Linked DNA regions of Mus musculus: regions 1 and 2 are each linked to region 3. Evidence: chromatin contacts called from public HiChIP or PLAC-seq and promoter capture Hi-C data. All regions are on one chromosome and are shown on one strand. Each heading gives the region's core, a stretch centred on a gene start, on an enhancer-like site or on the middle of the called end of the contact. The rest is flanking DNA. Distances are from core to core; before and after follow the strand shown. Region 1 holds the start of Pigyl (phosphatidylinositol glycan anchor biosynthesis, class Y-like). Region 2 holds the start of Elof1 (ELF1 homolog, elongation factor 1). Region 3 holds the start of Zfp266 (zinc finger protein 266).

Region 1 (2,700 bases), core at 31-2,530, 1.6 Mb after region 3:
CCTCTTGAACTATCTTGCTGGCTATTTTTTGTTCCGATTTTAAATTTTTAAATTAAAAAATGTTTGTTACTTGCTCTGTGTAAACCATAGGATGGTTTGTCCTCAGCTCTCTCCTGCCACCTTGTGGTTGCAACAGAAGCTGCACGGACTCTATACCACTACTTACCTCTGAGAAGAAAAACTTTCTGATCTTTTAGCTTGCGGGAAGATTAAGGGATGGAGCTTCCTGTGCAGTACTGTGCAGAATCCTAGCTCAGCCTCATTTTTCTTTACGCTGGGATCAGAGATAACACTGCCTCACTAGGCAAGGCAGTGGCCGGCCCCGTGGACAGCATTTACGAACACCGTCCCTCCCCCCAACCCCAAGGCACACACACTCATCGTCTTACTATGTAGTCCGGATGACCTGGAACTTGCTATGTAGACCAGGCTGGTCTCGAACTCACAGAAATCCGCTAGCTTTTGCCTAAGGAGTGCTAGGATTAGGAGTGTGCTTGGCTACATTTTCTCTTAAAACTTCATTTTGCACTTTTTGCGGGAGTACACTCAGGTGTGCCACAATACATGTGTGGAGGTCAGAGGAAAATAGTTCTCCACCATGTGGGTACCGGAAGGTCGATCTCAGGTAGTCTGACCTGGCAGGAAACGCCTATACTCGCTGAGCCATCTCATCAGCACAAACTATTATTTTGCCATTTACCGATTCATACGTAAAATAATGTATCAGTCATCTTTCCGCTGCTTAAGAGGATAGATGATAGTGGCTGAGGCCAGGTGCGATTCAGGATTCAAGTTTATCAATTAGAAGTGGGGAAGGCAGCCGGGCATGGTGGTGCACGCCTTTAACCCCAGCAGAGGCAGAGGCAAGTGGATTTCTGAGTTCGAGGCCAGCCTGTTCTACAGAGTGAGTTCCAGGACAGCCAGGGCTGTCTCGAAAAACCAAAAAAAAAAAGTGGGGAAGGCTTTTCAGTGCAGAAAGACCCCACTGTCTGCTCTGGAGCGCCATGAATAAACTGTGGCAAATACGTTCCTCTCCTACTTCCAGCAGGACTAGCATAGGGGACGCCCAGCCAGAGACGATGGGATCCTTAGCTATCCGGTGCTCTCAGAGTCTTTCTGGCCTCACCCGTCAATCAAGACCACGGGGGCGGAGCCTGAGCCTGGGAGCGAAGGCAAGGTGAACTGTCCAATGAGCACGCGCGGACCGGCTCCATCGCGGGATCTGGGTTCCTCACCCCGCCCCTGCAGGGATTTGATTGGGCGGCTGGCCGGGCTGTCCCGCCTTCGTGGGGCGGTGACTGTCACCGCCAGGCGCCGAAGGGACCGGACTCCTACAGGCCTGCAAACGGTGAGTTGAGGGTCTCGAAATACGAGCGGAGGAGCTGTTGAAACCGGCTGGGGCGGGACTCGCGCCAGCTTGGCGTCTGCGCCATGGACGCCGCCGACTCCGTTTGTCTGGCTGGTTCGTTTTCGGTTCGGCCGGGTTCCCCCTGTCCTGTCTTGCCCCGCTCGGCTCGGCTCGGTTTTCTTCGGCTCGGCTCGGCTCGGCTCGGCTCTGTCCCTCCGTCGGTCAGAGACTGCAGCGGGCTCGTTGCCCCTTCTGGTCCCCGAGGCGACTGCGCCCAAGGGATGGCGCTGTCTTCGGTCTGTGCATTGACCGCGGGTGGCTCGTGACCTGGCCCCAGGTTCTGGTGCTGGTTCCCAGCCAGTCCTCGTATAGAAAGCCTCACTCAGATGTCTGAAGCGAACCCGGATTTGTAGGTCGCATTCCGCTTCCCCAGTTCACAAAAACATTATCAGTCCACCTGTCCTTCATTCTGTTTTTCAAATTGCTTACTTCCCAAAGTAATTCATGACACTTGTAGTGTTTTAAGCATGGTCTGGCAGCCGTTCTTTTGTCACTGCCTCCTCAATACTGATACCTCTGATGGGGGTCACTATAGGCAGTTTTGGAGGACACTCCTTTTTTTAAAGGCTTCTTTCTAGCCGGATGTGGTGGCTTGGGGAGGCTGATGCAGGAGGATCACAACGTTCGAGGCCAGCCTGCCGGTTCCAGCAATCCTGTCTCTAACCTACTCAGTGCTGGTACTGGCTGCTTCCCCATCCTTTCCTCTCCCTTCCCGTCGCCTGCCCTTCATCTTGTCATCTTGCATTTTTCTCATACAGTTAAAAGACCTCTCGCCTGCGCTGCGAGGGACACAGGTGGTGTCTGCAGTCGCTGGTAACCGCTGCGTGTGACGCGGAGGCTGAGGAGCCGGCACCTTCGGCCTGGGACCCCTGGACTTTCTGCGTGCCCTTGGGAAGCATGCCTGGGTGAATGAGGAGTCGGGACAAGGGGAAGATAAGACAAGAGCGCACCCGCACGAGAACAGAACTTTTCAAACAACTGAGTTTTCTTGAGACAGTTAACCTTTTAAGAAGGGAGGAAGATGATCCGGTCCCTGCCCACCATGACCGTCCTCATCCCACTGGTCTCGCTGGCAGGCCTGCTCTACTCCGCCTCCGTGGAGGAAGGCTTCCCAGAGGGCTGCACCAGCGCCAGCAGCCTGTGCTTCTACAGCTTGCTCTTGCCGGTCACCGTGCCTGTGTACGTGTTCTTCCATCTGTGGACATGGATGGGCCTGAAGCTCTTCAGACATAACTAGGGGAGCCGAGGCCCCTCCTGCTCGGGCTGCCTGCGGAGTGGGGCATGGCCGGAGG
Region 2 (2,746 bases), core at 38-2,537, 1.6 Mb after region 3:
TATATCTGTACTAATAGTTACAGATGACAGGCTCCTGAGAAAACTTGTAACTGGATGAATCCTATTTCTACGAGGCTATTAGAGCGAAATACAAATCTCTGAGCTGGGGCTACTTTGGGTGAAAGAGATCAGGAAAGACCTTCTCTTCTGGAGTCATTCCAGATGACAAAAGGCAGCTTTGATGACAAGACAGCCAGGAAGAGTCTGAGCCAGATGAAGGGTTTTCTCGTCGTTTTACTTCAGAACGAATGGCTGAAGCTCCCGGAGCAACGGAGACAAAAGTGTGAGACACACAAAAGGAAAGGCCAAACCCTCACGGTGAAGCGTTGCCTGGTGCCGAGCCCAGCTGTCAACTGTCTAGGTGGATGTGTTTGCATCCCCTCCCATCTGGCCCTGGCAACCAGCTAGCTACAACGGAATCGCAGGCGGGGCAGGCGGGGCATCTTAGTCGATCCTGTCTCAGCTGCTATGGGCACTGCTGCCAAGCCAGAAAAGCTGAATTTGGAACCCTAACCCACGTAAAGGTGGAAAGCGAGGATGTATTTCCCAAGTTGTCCATTAACTTCTGTACACATTCTACTACACATATAGGGAAAAATGTAGGACAAAAGATTTCTAACACTTTCAAAATAGGGCAAGGGAGATGGCTTGGCAGGTGAAGTTGTTGGCTGCCTCTCTCTCTCTCTCTCTCTCTCTCTCTCCCGCGCGCGCACACACACACAGCATCCAAAACAAACTCACGATCACCTTAAAACTCCTCAAAGCTCCTCCGGCGTCTGCCACCCTGCCCATCAATCTCTGAGGAAGGATTTCACTTGGTCACTGCTGTATCCCCAGGACGCACAGTGCTTGGTATACCTTAGGCACTTAATAACTACTTGTTGAACAAATCAGTGAATTGCCCGGAATCTGTCTCTGTGGGGCCCCAGAATCCCACCGGCAAACCGCAGCCTGCGAACGAGCCATGGTGTCCCGAGGCGACCGGGACGGCGGGAAGGGATCTGGGCAGAGCGACGGCGTCCGCCTCACCCAGGTTTCGGTGGCGCCGCCCGCTCGCCCAGCTGCAGGGATCCAGGGGTCAGGCTCCCCACGAGGCCGTCCTCAAAGCCATGCCCCGGCCTCAGCTCTACGCCCTGCGGGTGATCTAGAGAAGAGCGCCGGTCCGCCCGGCCCAACGCCCGCCCGCGAGACCCTACACTTACTTGTACCAGCCCTGCCTCTCAGCCAAGGCCGCTTCACCCAGGAGACGCTAACTTCCGGCCCCTAACGGAAACGGAAATATCGCTTTGGGTTTCCCGCCCACTCCTTAACCAATTAAATGCGCGTGTAGACCCCGCCTCCAACTACCTGGCTCCGCGCAATTGTTACAGCGCATGCGCCACAGTCCTGCTCAATCACAAGCAAAATCCTAGGGGTGTTCGTGATCGCGAGGAGCGGTGGCTCCACCTGTACTCATCCTGGTTAAGGTCCTCACCTGTAATCATCTTCCTGGATTCGTCTCACTTGTCTTACCTCCTTGAAACCCTAGATTTTCCCTACCCTCCATGCTCACTCCAATATCCTAGCCCTAGAAGAGACGAGTTGGGAGAGGGAGGGGATCAGCGGGATTGTGAGACAGGAGAACGGGTAAGGGGGTTTAATGGTCAAAATACATTGTACTAGTCAGAGTTCTCTACAGTCACAGAACTTATGGAATGTCTCTATATTGAGGGGATTTATTGTGATGACTTAACAGTCTGTAGTCCAACTACCCGAACGATGGTCAGCTGTGAATGGGAAGTCCAAGAATCTAGTAGTTCGTCGCTCAGTCCCACGAGGCCAGTTGGTTTAGCTGGTAAAGAAATAGAAATAGGTTCCAACAGACGTACTGGCAAGTAAATGCAAGCAGGCGAAGAAAAGTGAGCCTTCCTTCTTCCAGGGTCCTTATATGGGCCTCCAGCACGCTTGTCAGGTAAGCTTGAAGACAGGAGCTTGAATCCCTAGCATCTACAGAAAAGCCAGGTAGGCTTGGTTACCCGCCTGTAATCCAAGCCTGCAGGAGACAGGATCCCCAGGGCACGGTGACTAGCCAGATGAGGTGAGTTCTGGGTTCAAGAGACACTGCGTTACATCAATATGTAAGATGGAGAGATGTGAGGGTCTGGCTTTCACATGCAGACCCTCACAAATATACCTGCTGAGTACATACTTCTTTTCTTAATTAAAGGCTCTGACCAGCAAGATGGCTCAGCGGGTAAAGGCAATTCTTAACACACACACACACACACACACACACACACACACACACACACGGAAAGTGCTTAGCTGTGTCACACGTTGTTACGCATGCTTTAAAGAGAATGCCCTATAGGGGGCAGTGCCATCCTTGGAACTGCCTTTTCTGAAGACCATTTCTGGTTGGCAGCATCTACTCACACAGGAGTGTAGTGGTTCAGGACTTAAATCCCAGTACTCAGAAGGCAGAAACAAGATCTGTGCTAGTTCTTAACCAGCCTGGGCTAATGTGAATAATTCAAAGCTAACCTTGGCAACAGTGGGAGGCTCACAAAAACAAAACAAAACCACAAATGCACGTGGGATAAGTCTATGCATGTTACCCTGTAGCTTGCCGACTTGATGAAATATCTTGCCTGCAGCGTGAGAGAAGACGAGTTTCTTCTGGCTCACAATTCAAGGGCATGGTCTGCGGCGACGTGGAAGACTGGCAGCAGGGGCTTGGGGCAGCCAATCACAGGGTTTCTCTCTA
Region 3 (2,700 bases), core at 3-2,502:
GGCACTGCACTCAAGGCAGAAACCCACACCCCACACATAAACAGATAACAACTTAAAATAGATTAAATAACAGCAAAAATGCCTTAAAGAGGTCTTGGTTTATAGCTCAGTAAGAGAGCTTACTAAACATGCACAAAGCCCTAGATTCAATTCCCACTATTAGAAAAACAAAGAAACTTTGAAAAGATCTTAGATGCAAAAACACCCAAAAACTTATAACAATGAAGAATTCTGATTTCACACAAAGAAGATATTAGATAATATTAATTTTTTATTATCTTGGCTGAAAGATCAGTATTTACGGTCTTACTGGGTCAGTATCTTCTTTTTTTTTTTTTTTAGAAAATGTATTACCCCGTTATGTAAAAAAATCATGCCTGAAATTCCCAACCTATTCTCAAATAGTTCAACATAAACTGTATTTTAATTTTCCTTGAAAAACCAACCAGTTTAATCAGTACTAACCTAACAAAGCCTCCATTTTTTAAAGTCTGCAAGGAGGCACAGGCCTACAACATTCAGACAATAGCTAACTATTTGGGCTAGGGTGTAGCTCAGCAGGAGAGTGCTTAGCATCATGAGGCTCTGAGTTGCGGCCCCAGCATCAAATCAAGAGTAACTTGTTATCCTTACTTTTCTTCAACACAAAGACCCGGGTCTTTGTACGTTTATATTTATATACAGATAAATGCACTCTGCGAAAGTCTACAACGAAGTTGCCTTTTTAAAAAAATCAGAATGCAATGTGTCTCAGGTAAACATAGGTCCCACGAAAGCGAAATAATCGGATAAAGCATTCCTTTCCATACACACACAAAAAGAAAAACAAGAGGAAAAGGCTGCCCTCACCCACCTTTCAGCCAAAGCTCGGCTCCCCCAAACAGAATCGCCCGGTCCAAGAATGGAAAATGCAGCGTCTCAATGTGATACCAATGGCGAAAAGTCTATTCTTTCTGGGGAGGAAAATAATTCCACGAAGGTTACTTTACACCGGCTTTAGAAGAAAGGTGGGTGCAAACAGCTCAGGGCTGAGTCGGGATGCGCACTCGGGCCGCGGCACCCGGGAAGGCTGCAGAGCCCGGGAAGCCGCGGGACCCCGCGAGCAGAGCTCGGCCCGCCTCCCCGCACAGGCCTACCGAGTCCTCGCCCTCCCCGCGCCGCCCCCGCAGCTCCTCACCGAATCCTCACCGAGCGCTGCGTGGAGAGCCCTCGGACAAACGCCGAGAAGGACTCAGAGCTCGGAGAAAAGGGGGGGCTGGCCGTGACGTCACTTCCATTTCCGGCTCGGAGTTCTCAGCCACGTTGGAGCTCTCCAAGCTGGAGAGAAAAACTTGTTTGTTCCAGCGTCCCGACAGTTGCACCCTTTTTCGGGTGGGTTCATAAGGGGCGTTGAGACAGGAAAAGAGCCGAGAGGTCGAGATCAGAAGCGAGACCTTGAAGGGGGAGCAGTGCGGGGGCGGGGCGAGAGGCGGGACCAGGCCGGGGTGCGCCTCGGTTGATGGCGGACCGGTGGGGCGAGGATGGGTGTGGGGACGCCCCGGTGGAGATGCTGCTGACAAAAGCTTTTCTCTCCCGCCTCTCCCTCACGCTCGCGATGCCCTTAGCCATGTTGCACAATCTGCCAACCCAGGAAAAATGATCCGTTTGGTCCATTCAGTTAGTGCTGTCTCCAGACACCTTTATGTCGACCTGTCTTTGTGTGTCTCTGGACTCTGCTAACACCTCAGTCCTTGATTCCATCACGTTTTCACCACCCAGGGCTGTTAGTAGAGCCCGGACTAGCATCACGAAGCCCTGGGATCCATCGCCAGTACCGTAGATGGTACTAGTGGTGCTTGGGAGAAGAAGACAAAGTTCAAGGCCATCCTTGGCTACATAGTAAATTCAAGGCCAGTCTGTCTGGGATACATGAAACCCTGTATCCAAAATGCTTAGTTCCTAACATCTTTTCCTGATTTTTCGTGATAATGGGGTGTGTGTATGTGTGTGCATGGTTTAACAGAGTAAGCAGGCATGTACATGGCAATGTATGGAGGTCAGGGGACAACTTTCAGGCGTCCGTTATCACCATGGGTTTCAGCAATGGAAGTCAGCTTCTCTTTCACCCACTGAGCCAGCTTTTTGGCCCAAACGACTTAATTTTTAGAGACAGTTTAACAGCTTGGGTGTTTTCTATTTTTGGAATAATTCAGAGTAAAACTAGGTCAGGCATAGTGATATGCACCTTTAACAGCCCTCAGGAGGCAAACACAAGTGGATCTCTGTGAGTTCAAGGCCAGAAAGAGTTATAAACTACTTCATAGTTTCACATGGATCCTATATGGATACTAGCTTTGTGTGTGTGTGTGTGTGTGTGTGTGTGTGTGTGTGTGTGTGTGTCTCATATGGCTGTGACTGTGAATATAAGACATGAACCTAGAAAGGGGACCATGAATGGGAGATCAAAAGATGTTTTAAAGAAATGGAGAAGTTGGTCTGGAGAGATTGCTCAGTGGTTAAGAACCTTTGTTGCTCTTCCAAAGGACCCTGGTTCAGTTCCCAGTACGCATATGGCAGCCTACAAGTGTCTGTAACTCCTTTTCCAGTATACCTGATACCTCTTTTGTTCTCCATGGACATGAGACAAGCATGCAATGCCCAGACATACATGCAGGAAAAGCACCCATACATCAATAATAATAATAAATAGAAATAAAGGCA

The links. HiChIP or PLAC-seq counts read pairs in DNA pulled down with a chosen protein or histone mark. Capture Hi-C pulls out chosen DNA fragments and counts their contacts.
Region 1: a contact with region 3 is called in an H3K27ac HiChIP or PLAC-seq map of thymic regulatory T cells, with 8 times the contacts expected there. The contact joins the promoter of Pigyl here to the promoter of Zfp266 in region 3. A contact is called at or near these places in 1 of 39 promoter capture datasets (liver) and 1 of 115 datasets of contacts at active chromatin or transcription factors (thymic regulatory T cells).
Region 2: a contact with region 3 is called in a promoter capture Hi-C map of adipose tissue, with 3 times the contacts expected there. The contact joins the promoter of Elof1 here to the promoter of Zfp266 in region 3. A contact is called at or near these places in 1 of 39 promoter capture datasets (liver) and 1 of 9 other capture datasets (adipose tissue).

What each region holds. Positions count from the first base shown.
Region 1 is chr9:22,155,566-22,158,265 of GRCm38.p6, forward strand. It overlaps Pigyl (phosphatidylinositol glycan anchor biosynthesis, class Y-like), which reads left to right and starts at 1,281. Exons shown (of 2, transcript NM_001082532.1): 1 at 1,281-1,348; 2 at 2,167-2,700. The coding sequence starts at 2,430. The coding sequence ends at 2,645.
Region 2 is chr9:22,115,908-22,118,653 of GRCm38.p6, forward strand. Elof1 (ELF1 homolog, elongation factor 1) reads right to left here and starts at 1,288. Exons shown (of 3, transcript NM_001357311.1): 1 at 1,203-1,288.
Region 3 is chr9:20,520,167-20,522,866 of GRCm38.p6, forward strand. Zfp266 (zinc finger protein 266) reads right to left here and starts at 1,253. Exons shown (of 9, transcript NM_001082485.1): 1 at 1,178-1,253; 2 at 854-953.